Regions from separate parts of the Sus scrofa genome. Here region 1 is linked to region 2. The links are chromatin contacts, called in public targeted proximity ligation maps. All regions are on one chromosome and are shown on one strand. The core of a region is the stretch at or near the end of the contact, and the rest is flanking DNA. Distances in the headings are between cores, read along the strand shown.

Region 1 (6,458 bases), core at 3,474-5,973, 320 kb after region 2:
TCTGATCCTTGGCCTTGCTCAGTGGGTTAAGGATCTGGTGTTGCCATGAGCTGTGGTCTAGGCCACCAGCTACAGTTCCAATTCAGCCCCTAGCCTGGGAACCTCCATATGCAGCAGATGAAGCCCTAAAAAAAGAAGGCAAAATATAAAAATAATAAAATAATAAAAATGCCTCCCCCCCAGAACAAGATCCCCTGCATAGAGCGCTGTTGCATCCTGCCTGAAGTACTGAATTCAATTCTGGGCTTAGGACAGAAGCAAAGTAATGCTATCTCACCAATGGAAAGGCAGCTTAAATACTTAGGACAGTTATTTATTTATTTATTTATTTATTTATTTATTTATTTAGTCTTTTTGTCTTTTTTTATGGCCACACGCACGGAATATGGAGGTACCCAGGCTAGGGGTCCAATCAGGTTTATTAACTACTGAGCTACGACAAGAACTCCCTACCTAGGACATTTAGATTTGTTCTGAGTAAAATGTTGAAGATACAAAGGATGTTTTACCTGTTTAAAAAAGAAAAAGACATGAGACTTATTCTAGTCCTTCAAATTTGTGTGACATTGATGTGGAAGAAGAGTCAGAATTGAGCTCTGTCATCCTGAACTACAGAAGGAAAAGGCTGGTATTGCCTCAACACAAAGGAGAACTTTCTAAACAGTGAATTGTCTAAACAATGAAGGGACTTGGAGCTCCCCTTGTGGCGTAGCTGAAACCGACTAGGAACAATGAGGATTCAGGTTCCATCCCTGGCCTGGATCAGTGGGTTAAGGATCTGGTGTTGCTGTGAGCTGTGGTGTAGGTTGCAGATGCAGCTCGGATCTGGCATTGCTATGGCTGTGGTGTAGGCCAGTGCAGCTGTAGCACCGATTGGACCCCTAGCCTGGGAACCTCCATATGCCATGGGTGCAAAACACGCACCTGAAAAGCAAAAGAAAACAAAACAAAATTCAGGGAAGGGACTCCCTCTGGAGATGAGGAATTTCTCACCATGAGCGCAAAGGGTCAGAATTCACGTGGTCAGGATGCTATGGAAGGTGGTGGTGGCTTCAGATGACCGCCAAGATAGTTTGCACTGGCTGACCCCGAGATAGTTTTCCCAATAGTGAATTCTATCATTCAATCCCAGGAAACTCTTGTGGGTTGTAACTGATCTCTCATATCTCATATGCCTAGAAGTTTGTGATACTTTTTTTTTCTAAATGCATTTATTACCTGATACTTTCTCACAATCACATGTACAAATTTATTTTTTTGTCTGTTTCACAAACTCTTAAAATATCTTCTGAAATCCATCCTTATCAGCCAGAAGTTAGGATCCTCAGCAAATCCAAAAATGTTTTCTGTGCCCTCATACAGATCATTTATAAAACGGACTAAGCGGCAGCTTTACAGGAATGTGGTTGTTCACATGACTCCAGGCAGAGAAGGGACCATTCGGTCCGCCTTGTTTCTTGCCTCTAAGCTGGTTCTCTGTTCATGACAAGGCTCCCTCAATCCCTTGATAATTCCACTTTTTAAAAATAGTCCATAAGGAGTTCCCAATGTGGTGCAGTGGGTTAAGAATCTGACTGTAGAGGCTCAGGTTGCTGCAGAGACATGGGTTCCATTCCTGGTCTGATGCAATAGGTGAAAGAATCCAGTGTTGCTACAGCTAAGGTGCAGGTTGCAGCTGTAGCTCGGATTCAATCCCTGGCCCAGGAAATTTAGTATGCTGTGGGAGCAGCCATTAAAAAAAAAAAAAGCCCACAAGATGGAATCATATTAAAGGCATTTTTAAAGATTAAGGGATCAACTTCAGTGTGTTTCCTGCTGCAATTTGAGATGGTTTGGAGGCTGTGCTTGGTCTGACCCACTAGATACTGTAGCGAAACATCAGTAGAGAAGATGTATGAGCCACTATTTTCACTGCCTCCCCTCTACCCACGTGCATATTTATCTCCTCAAGGATTTATAATAGACAGATCAGGCATAATTTGCTTTTGCAGACATCATGCCATTTGTTTGGTGTTCTGTGGCCCCACAATTTTACCTTCATGAGCACAAAAGAGAAAAAAAATCTGAGCCCCAGTCATCAGTGGTTTCCACAGTCTCTTGGGACTCCTTCTTATAAAATAAAGTAATCATACTAGTATTCTGCCCTTTGGCACAGGGCCCTTTAAAGACAGGTTATATATATTGAGCTCCATACATTCTCTCCTAAGTTTCCTGAAAACAGTGAGTTTCTAACCTGCTGGAGGCAGTGGATCAACTTCAAGGAATCCATTACTTCATTGAAATAAAGTACAAAATCTTGGGTACATGTATATATCCATTGTTCTTTCCTGATTCAGAGCTTACAGCTGAACTACCATGCACAGTGGGTTTCTATTCTTTGTTGTGTTGACGGAAACACACTTGTCCCACTATCCATAAGACTGATGCTGTTTGCCGCTGTTCACTTCTCTTGCCACTGCTGCTACCATCAGACCTGTCACTGTCATCAGGACTTTTGTGAGCATCCATCTTCCCAAATGCATAGTCTCTGACATCTGTCACTAGCAAGCCAGCACAGACCCAGCTCTCGAAGCAATTCAGACGGTGGCCAGAAGTACAGTAGGAACCACCATTGGATGGTACGAGGAAGAGGTGTGTTCGACTTGGCTCAAGATGCTGGGTGCCTGTCCTGCAGGGCTGCAGTGCACCCCAAGCTCACCATGGTGAGCCCTCCCCCTCCCTGCTGCCAAGATGGCCTCACTTCTCTTTACCTTGTGACAAACTGCACTCACATGCCTGGCACTCTATCCACTTGCCTAAGTCTTGCCAACCTCTTTCCCTAGCATGCTGGGTAAAAGCACTGTCATAGCTCAGGCTGCGTAATACCGTAATTTATAATAAATACATGTATATTATACTATACCTTATATATATTTTATATTATATATCCTATAAATATATATAATATATACATATATATATATTTCTCATGTAAATTTGACTTTCATCCCGCAGTTCCTGGCCCACAACTCTCAGAACCCTTAGAATTTCCTGAGCACTAAGAGCAATGGAATAACATTTCGTCTCTTGTCCTCAGTTCCTGAAAATGTCTCAGGAAAGGTGACTTGGCTCTTCCCAAAGGATCAGGGCTGGCTGCCAGGAGAACTAACCATGTGATTAGCGGGTTGGAACTTGCAGTCCCACCCCCTGATTTCCAGGGAGGGGAGAGGGGCTAGAGGTTGAATTACTCTCCAATGGTCAAATGTAATCAGTCGTGCTTGTGTAATGAAGCTACCATGAAAACCCCAAAGATTGGGGTTCAGAGAGCTTCTGGGTTGGGGAAGGCATGGAGATTGGGGACAGCGTCGCACCTGGAGAGGGTATGGAAGCTCCGAGCCTTGTCTTATGTGTCTCTTCCTCTGGCAGTTGGTTCATATCCTCTAATATCTCTGTGTCATAAACCAGTAATCTAATGAGTGAATGGCTTTTCCTGAGTTCTAGCAAATTAATTGAACCTGAGGAGGGGATCCTGGGAACCTCCAGTTTGTAGCCAGTTAGTCAGAAACCCAGTAACTACCTGGACTGGCCTCCTGAGTGTGTGTGTGTGTTGGGGGGTGAGGGGCAGTCCTTTACCTCCAGAATCCAATTCTAGCCCAGGTAGATCAGGTCAGAATTGAGGTGAATTCTCAGACAACCCACTGGCATTGGAGAACTGCTCAATGGCATGGGGAAGCCTCCACACACATACATTGGAGATGGGTCCAGGAAACCCTTTGCCAGCTGCTTTAATGAAACAGACTGAGTGGCTTCAACAACACACATTAATTGCTCACAGTTCTGGAGGCTAGAAAAGCCAAGGTCCAGATGCCAACTGATTCAGATCTTGGTGAGGGCTCTCTTCCTGGCTTGCGGATGGCCGCCTTCTTATTCTGGTGCCTCTTCCTCTTCTTATGAGAGGAATTTATGATGAATTTCAACATGAGCTCCACCATAGTAACCTCCTCTAAACCTAATTATCTCTCAAAGGCTGTGCCTCCTAATACTGTCCCATTGAGAGTTAGAGACCTTCAACATAAGAATTTGAGGACATTCAGTCCAAAACACATACACTGGTGACCAGCTGCCTGGATGGGAACCAAGCACTCACCACTGCCTTTGCCTTACCTCTCCATGCCTCAGTTTCCCCACTAAAAAATGGGGGTAATAGTAGTATTGACCTAGACTTACTTATGAGGATTAATTGAGTTCATGAAAGGGAAAGCTAGAGCAGGGGTTGGATATAGCAAAGGCTACATGAATGTTAACTGTTATGATTTATTTAAGAAAGTAGGTTATACCCTGGGTTTGACCCAGTAGGACCATAATGCGAAGGAGTTATAACAAAGCCAACTCCTGGGAAAATATTGGAATGGTTCTCGGACAGCTCTGAAGACCAGAAATCCTCCGAGAGGCTTTAATTTGACTGTCTTTCTCTCTCTGTACTATGACAGCAAATATAATGGTGCCTGGTCAGGAAAAACACATAGGCGGACCCCTGGTCTTCAAGGAATGTGTCTCAGGGCAGCTGGTGAAAGCAGCAAGCCTGGGGATTTTCCAGCTTTGTCTGAAAGAAACAAGATCCCTGTGTTAAATTGCAAAATCCCCCCCAAAGAAACAGTTCTTGTGGCGAGCACGGCAGGACACCACTCAGATCTCCTTTCAAACAGCTGCGGGGAACACAGTTGCTGGTCAGTCTCTTGCTGCCATTCCTTTGAATCCACCGCAGCTGGTAAGACCTCGCTTCTGTGGGCAGCTCCCCTCCAAGGACCCAGCACGGCAGGGTCCTCAGTACCAGGCCATTCTGCCTGATAAGGGATCCCTCAAATGGGCAGCCCTGCTCAGGACACCCATCAGCTTGAGCTGAGACTTTCTCAGAACGGCTCCAAAGTACTACTTCCCACCCAAGCCTTCTGTCTTACAAGGACAAGTCATATTGGATAAGGTTCCACCTAATGAGCGTGATCTCATTTTAACTCGATTACATCTGCAAAGACCCTGTTTACAAACAAATTCGCATTCACGGGTCCTAGGGGCTAGAGTGTCAGCATATCTTTGCAGGGAATTCAGTTCAACCCATAGCACTACTTCAAGGATTTTCCTCTTGGTGGCCTGCAACTTCTCCCCACCTTCTCGTGTTCACATCTCCCTCTCCCTTCCTAGGCACCTTCCCAGTAAATCACTTCCAGAACTGATCTTGTCTTGGCAGCTGCTTCTTGGAGGACACACACTGGCATAACAGCTATTACTACCTCTCTGAACTTCTAGAACTTTCACCTGCCTGCAAATGAAAGCAGGTGCTTATTTCTCTCTGTGCTGGATGAACCTTCATGGAAACAGCATACCAAGTGAGAAAAGAACTGTTCATGGAGTCAGTGCCGGGTCATATTGTACAGGTTTTTTCTTCCATAATTTTGTCATCATTTTAATTGGCTCATTGTTTCATCAGATTCCAAATAAATCAATTCTTAGTCTGTATGCTTGTCAGTTCTTTATCATAAGATGATTAGTTCAAGTAGGTAAAAAAGCAAATTTATGAGCTTTTCTAATAATTAAAAAAAAAAAGGAAAGAATACAGATAGGGAACCACTAAGCTGTTGACGAGTAGAGGCCTATTTGCATTTGAAATATTTAGAACTTCATAATAGCACAGAATTGAAAGATATATTGACTGGGTAATTCTACCATAGCTTGTAATCAATGTGCTATTACAGAGAGTACACGTACAAACTGCTGCTACAATAGTATGGCAACCTAAATGAGTGAAAAATTACCAGCAGAGGTGGAAATTATTATTTATGTCTGATAGCTATACAGTTGTTTTCAGTAATGCTTTCTACATTAAACATTTATTCCAGCCTCCTAGGCTTATAAGGCATTTATATTGTTTTCAGAAGAAATGCGAAATAGTAGCTACAATGCTTTGCTTCCCCGGGACTGTAGACTCCTCTTGGCTTTCACCTAAGCCCTGTTTGGCATTACTAACCTGTATTCATCTACCTCTTATTACAGGAAACTGGATATGCCCTGGCCAGTAGCCATCCAGCCATGTTACTGATCTGCCACTATGTCCAGCAGTAACCTTTGCATTGTATTCTTGACTATATCAGTTTCTCCTGCTTATTCCTTTGAGAAGTCATATTCCTTGTACACAGAGTGTACACAGATAAATGTGCAATTTTTCAGCCTTTGGGTGTTCAGTAAATAGGTTTAATTTTATAGTGCTTAGATTGTACTGTTATGAACAAGTTTAAGAATGATAGAATTACCATTTTCTAGGAACAAGATACCTAACTGGCAGATTGCATTGGTCTGTCACTAAATAATAGCTGTATGAATCGATGGAAACATATGCTATTATCATGGTTAAATTCTAAGTGAAAGAACAGAGCCAGTGATGTGGTGTGTGTATGAGAATCCTCTAGAGGGCGACATAGATGCTT
Region 2 (6,382 bases), core at 1,426-3,925:
AGTATCCCCTCAGAGTCTCAGTCCATTTATTTTTATTACCAAAGAAAATAAAATCTCTCCCGATATGAGTGCTATATGAGATTTATTAGGGAGACTGAGTAGGTAGGTGTGCTTGGAAAACAGCCTTCTCTTCCCTCAGGAAGGAGGGGTCCCAATGAAAAACATTTAGCCTTGCTTGTAAATGTCTATTTAACCAACAGTATGCAGTGAAATTTTTTTAAAAGTAGTAGAGCAGTAGAAAATGATTCTCTGACAGATGTATGTATATTGGCAACCGGAATCCAGGAACTACTCTTTTGAACCATTGTGATACAGGAAAAGTGTATCAAATCATCTAGTTCAGAGTTTCTCACACTTCATTGGACATCAGAATCAGCCCTTGTGAGTCCCACCCCCAGAGTGTGTGATTCTGTGGTTCTGGGGTGGGACACCAGAATTTGCCTTGCAAATAGATTTCCAGATCCTGCCGCTGCTGGTTTGAACCCCCACTATTGAAAATCACTAGTCTAGTATATGTTTTCTACCCTTTTTGGTAAAATATCATTCTTTTTTTATGATTAAAGTATGGTTGATTTACAGTGTTTCTTCAGTTTCTGTTGAACAGCAAAAGAAAAAAACAAAAACCTGATGCTGCTGGTCAGGTGCCTGGGGGGCTTGAGCTGCCTACTCTACCTGCTCTCCTCAGATCCCTCAGCAGACCTGGAGGGAATCTGATTTTCATGGAATGATGCTAATTGCCAAGTTGTAGATAGCACATGTAATTGTTCTTTAGTTTTGTACTTCAGGATTAGGACAAATAATGAAGGACCAACTTCTGGGTATATATTTGAAGGAAATGAAATCACTATCTGGAAGAGGTAACTGTAACCCATGTTCATTGCAGCACTATTCACAATAGCCAAGTCATTGTGTCCATTAATGAATGGATACAATGTAATTACAATAATGGAGTAATAAAGAAAATGTAATTTTTGTACACATGCACACATACATAGGTATACATAATTAATGGAATATTATTCAGCCATGAAAAAGAAAAACCCTGCCATTTGCAGCAACATGGGTGGACCTTAAGGACACTATTGAAATAAGTCAGACAGAAAAAGACAAATACTGGATGTTTTTTATTTATGTGGAATCTAAAAAAGCCAAACTCAACAAAATTTAGTGAAAATAAATAAATAAGCCAAATGCATAGAAATAGACCAGAATGGTGGTTGCCGCAGGCTGGGGAGTAGAAGAAATGGGAAAATGCTGGTCAAAAAGGGTCAAACTTCTATAAGTTCTATATATAATGTACAACATGGTGACTGGAATTGATAAGATTGTATTATATACTTTAAAGGTTTTATTTTTGTTTTTGTTTTTTGTCTTTTTAGGGCTGCACTCATGGCATATGAAAGTTCCCAGGCTAGGGGTCAAATCGGAGTTGCAGCTGCTGGCCTACACCACGACAACAGCAACATGGGATCTGAGTATATCTGTGACTACACCACAGCTCATGGCAATGCTGGAACCTTAACCTGCTGAGCAGGGCTAGGGATCAAACTTGAGTCCTCATGGAAACTAGTTGGGTTCATTACCACTGAGCCACTGAGGGAACTGCCTGTACTTGAAAGTTGTTAAGAAAATAAAGTTTAAATGTTCTTATCACCACGCACCAAAAAAAAAAAAAAAAAAAAAAAGGTAATTGCAGTAATGGAGTTAACTAACCTTCTTGTGGTAATCATTGCACAGTACTTCACAGTATGTGTATCAGACCAGCCTCCTGTATACCTGAACCTCACATGTGTTAAATGTCAGTAAGAACTCAATAAAGCCTGGGAAGAATCAGAAAAAAAATCTTAGAGTTCCCATTGTGGCTCAATGGTAATGAACCCAACTAGTATCCATGAGGACTCAGGTTCAATCCCTGGCCCTGCTCAGTGTGTTAAAGACCTAGTGTGTTGCTGTGAGCTGTGGTGTAGGTTTCAGATTTGGCTCAGATCTGGCGTTGCTGTGGCTGTGGCATAGGCCAGCAAGCGACAGCTCCGATTAGACCCCTAGCCTGGGAACTTCCATATGCTTCGGATGCAGCCCTAATAGGGGAAAAAAAAAAATCTTAAAGGGACACACACACTCACACATTCCCCCCGCCCCCCAATAATGCTTAAGACTCTAGTTTGTCATTAAAAAGGGGGCGGGAGGGGGAGGGAGAAATCAAGCTTGAAGCTTCTTTATCACTTCCCACCTGTTTTTTTTTTTTTTTCCAGATCTCAGCCATGTACTCATCAGTAAATAAACAAGGACAGTCAGGGAACAAATCGGGACAGTCACTTAAAGCACTGGAATCCACCTACACCTCCATCCAAGTGGCTGCTCAGAGGTCGCCCTCCTCCTGTAACGACCTCTATGCTACAGTTAAAGACTTTGAGAAAACCCCAAACAGCGTCAGCACACTCCCAGCAGCAGGGAGGCCCAGCGAGGAGCCGGAGCCGGATTATGAAGCAATACAGACTCTTAACAGAGAGGAAGAAAAGGCCGCCCCGGAGACCAGCAGTCACCGCAGCCTTTGCCCAAAGGAGAATGACTACGAGAGCATCGGGGACTTGCAGCAAAGCCGGGACATCACCAGGCTCTAGCAGCCAGACTGGAGGATGGCTCAGCCAGCGTAGGACCAGCTGTCGGGGACAGTGCCGCTGCAGAAAAGAAGCGACGTCAGCCACTCCTTATATGCTGCTTTAGGAAACGGAAACGATTGGAGACTCCAGAGCTGCTTGTCAGTTTGGGGAACAGTGAAGGTACATACCCTGCTGCCAGGCCCTGGCACACCCCAGCACACTGCCCTTCCCGCCCCCGCTCCTTCTGGAAGGATCTCAGCTGTCAGCAGCCTCGCCCTGTTCATGAAGGAACCTTTGCAGTGCGGAAGAAGGGCTCTCATCACAAACCACAGCTCACCTCCCTGAAACACTGCCATTCTCCGGAGCTGGGGTTCCCTTTTGGCTCTCTGCTCCTAATGGTAAAATGAATGGCTTTTTCCCCCCCTGGAAATCTGATTTATAATGGTTCTCTCCAAGGATGTTCTCCCGCAAGGCTGGGCCTTGGCCTTCAGCACAGGTGTTTGACAGTGGTGAGAAACTGCGGTTGTGGTTTGTCAGCTCCCCGCCCCCCTCAAAGGGCTGCAGCTGGGAATCGGAGCCCAGCGGCTGGGGGCTGCGATGGGGGGGACACCGCTTGAGTTCCTTCGCGCTTCATTCCTTCTGATTTTGGCACTCCATGTGTGCAGCCTCTCCCAGAGTACTTGAAGTCATTTTTAGATGCTTTATTTTATTTTTATAGTCAAAATGTTTTGGTCCCCCTGTATTTGAAAGCCTTCAGAGCCTTTTCAGTATTTTCAGTGAATACTATGGTACTTCTGTACTTGTTTTAGCCCAGAGCTCACTGCTCCAAAACAGAGAGCCTTAATCTCTATCTTGGGACACAGACCACACATTTGGCTGGCAGCCACTGCATCCATCTCCCCAGGGCTTTGGACTTGAATGTGTACTTCTGATGATCTCTGCTGCCACACCAAAACGGAGTGGAATTTCCTAAAGGAACTGCTACCCTAAGGTAATCTATCTGAGATTAAAATATAAACATTTATTTTTCTTACATAAATTTATAAGGTATTTTATGTTTAACGCCTAATTTCTAGAAAGTGCCAGATAAAAATGTATATTAACTACTTTGATTTTTATGTACAATGATTTATATTGTCATTTTGAAAAGACACCATAAAGCACATAAGCTGGATAATTTCAAGTGGCTGTTACCTTTTTTCTTACCAAGTGTTTAAAACATGGAAAGTTTTTAAAGACTCAGTTTTTCAAATGGTACTTGGAGCCTCCTGGTCAAAATCGTCTGGCTCCCTGAAGAAATAAGTGGAGTAAACATAAATGATGATTTTCAGTGGTTTGTGGTGGGCAATATTGAAATGTTTGAAACAGTAAAAATGGAAAGAGGAACAGGGATGACTAGGGCTGACTGTGAATGTTTAACCTCATGAAGGTATTATAATTCCATTAAGTTTGAGCCACGTTTTTAAGAAAAAGATGATGAATTCTGCAGCCCAGTGCTTGCAAATGTAAATTGCCTATTGGGAATTTTTTCTTTCCCTTCATTTTACAAAAATTCATGGCTGAAATCACTCAGATTAAGAGCTCAGCCTGGTTTGAATTGAATCATCTCTTTAGATTTTCTAAAGCCAACATTGGGAAACTTGTTCACTTTTGATTTCCAAAGGAACCTGCTTGAAGTGCTATTATGCCGTGTGGGCTTCAGAAAAGGAGCTTTTCCTTCACTGCTAAAGAAAAAACAAAAAGAGGCAATTACTCTATACCCCTGTGACATCTGTGACTTTTCAGATTGAATAATCTTGCTGTTTTCATTCATTTTGACAAAGAATGCAATTGAGACAATGAAGCATCTTGAAAATTGTAGGGACCAGTTCCCTGGCATGTTTTTTCCATCCCTTGCATTCATGGGCTTGATTTTGTGACTGCTCTGTAATACATTTCTGAAATTGTAAAATAGCTCGGTTGGGGTCAGTTGATTGGTTGTGGTTATTTTTCAATCAGCCTGGTCTTTCCTGTGAAGACTCATGTGCAGAAAGCACAATCATCTTTGATGAGAAGCTCCTGGCAGAATAACCTTGGATGGGGAGGGAGTTTATCAAGAAGGTGCAAGCCCCACGCTCTCGAAATTCACATCTTTCTTAAGCACTGTTTTGCCAGATGATTCTCACTGCTTAGTGTGACTGAATCTAACCCAACAATCTCAACGTCCTGGGGTTGCTTTAGTACCGGGTGACAGCCATGTCACAGTGCCCACTTACTTGTGAATGCTGCAGTTGTGTCCTTTGTGAATACCTGACTGCTCAAAAGTTGTATTTCATGATGTCTTATTTATTGCCAGAAAGTGGGTATGATCTCTAAAAGGCAAGACCATTTCTAGAGCAAAAAGCTTTTTTTAGGTCATGTTATCTTGAAGTTTCATTATCAGAATCCCCCCAGAAATTTTGAAATAAAAGGCTGTGCCATATGGCCAATGAAGTATGCAATGAAATCTCTCTCTTGATTTGAGAAGCTGCACTAAGTTGTGACATAAAGTGTCGAAAGGAATTCTAGGGAGTTGCCTGGTTGCCTAGTGGTTAAGGATCGAGGGTTGTCACTACTGTGGCTCCGGTTCCATCCCTGGCCCGGGAACTTCCACATGTCACAGGCATGGACATCAATCAATCAATCGATCGATCAATAAAAGACCTCTAGGAAAAAAATCCTAAAAGTCCATGAGGGTTGGGATAGGGCTCTGCTCTTTCGACCATTGGGTACCTTACTTAAATATATTTACTGATGTAGCATCACAGTTTTGACTCTATAGTGCAGTATTTCATGAATTCCATCCCTTTTTACTTTATTTGTTGAAAGTGCTAGAATCTTTGATTTGGAAGCCTATGGCTTCTTTTAAAAAAAATTCATCTTGAATTAAATGCTATACAGTTTAAATGTATGAAAACTAATTATCAAAAAAAAGTTTACTGTATCTTTAAAATTCAGCTTTGACATCCATATTAGATATTCATTCAACTATAATAACCTAGATTATGTGAAATTATGCAAAAAGATAAAAAGATTTAGAATTTTTTTTTTTTTTTTGGTCTTTTTGTCTTTTTAGGGCTGCACCCAAGGCACATGGAGGTTCCCAGGCTAGGGGGTCGAATCGGAGCTGTAGCTGCCGGCCTACACCAGAGCCACAGCAATGCCAGATCCAAGCCATGTCTGCAGTCTACACCACAGCTCAAGGCAATGCCGGATCCTTAACCCACTGAGCGAGGCCAGAAATTGAACCCGCAGCCTCATGGTTCCTAGTCGGATTCGTTGCCGCAGCGCCACAATGGGAACTCCCAATTTTTTCTGTCATAAATCAGAGTTAGAAGCCATCTTGCCTAAAGGCAGGATCTTTGTTTTTATTCAGACATTTTGAAAGTTTTGAAGAATTTTTTTATGCTGCTTTTACTGTTTCTCAAATATCAGCAGTAAAGTATAACCTGTTTTATGTGAAATATTTAAGGAAATTCTGAATTCTAGAAGAAAGGTGTTTTTGCAGATATGTTTGCTGCAAACCTTTTTTTTCCTGCCCTGCACTAAATGATAAATGACATCATTAGGTCTATTAAAGCTTGTGAAGGTACCACTCTCCTTTGTGGAGAAAAAAGGCTAATTACTGATTTATCTGCCTTTGAAATCCAAGAGTTAATTCTGATTGAGTGCTAAATTAGCAATAGGTAGTCAACACAAAGAACCAAAACTTAACATCAGCATGTCACTCAATCTATTTTTTGTATTTGATTTCAATTTTCAAA

The links.
Region 1: a targeted proximity ligation map of skeletal muscle shows a contact between it and region 2, with 8 times the contacts expected there. A contact is called at or near these places in 1 of 47 Hi-C or Micro-C datasets (fetal liver) and 1 of 2 datasets of targeted methods (skeletal muscle).

What each region holds. Positions count from the first base shown.
Region 1 is chr4:55,928,373-55,934,830 of Sscrofa11.1, forward strand. The region is part of intron 2 of ZNF704 (zinc finger protein 704); the gene reads left to right. Among named protein-coding and RNA genes, the nearest start is that of ZNF704, 190 kb to the left of the region's middle.
Region 2 is chr4:55,608,521-55,614,902 of Sscrofa11.1, forward strand. It overlaps PAG1 (phosphoprotein associated with glycosphingolipid-enriched microdomains 1), which reads left to right. Exons shown (of 9, transcript XM_021089173.1): 9 at 2,253-6,382. The coding sequence ends at 2,621. Among named protein-coding and RNA genes, the nearest start is that of ZNF704, 130 kb to the right of the region's middle.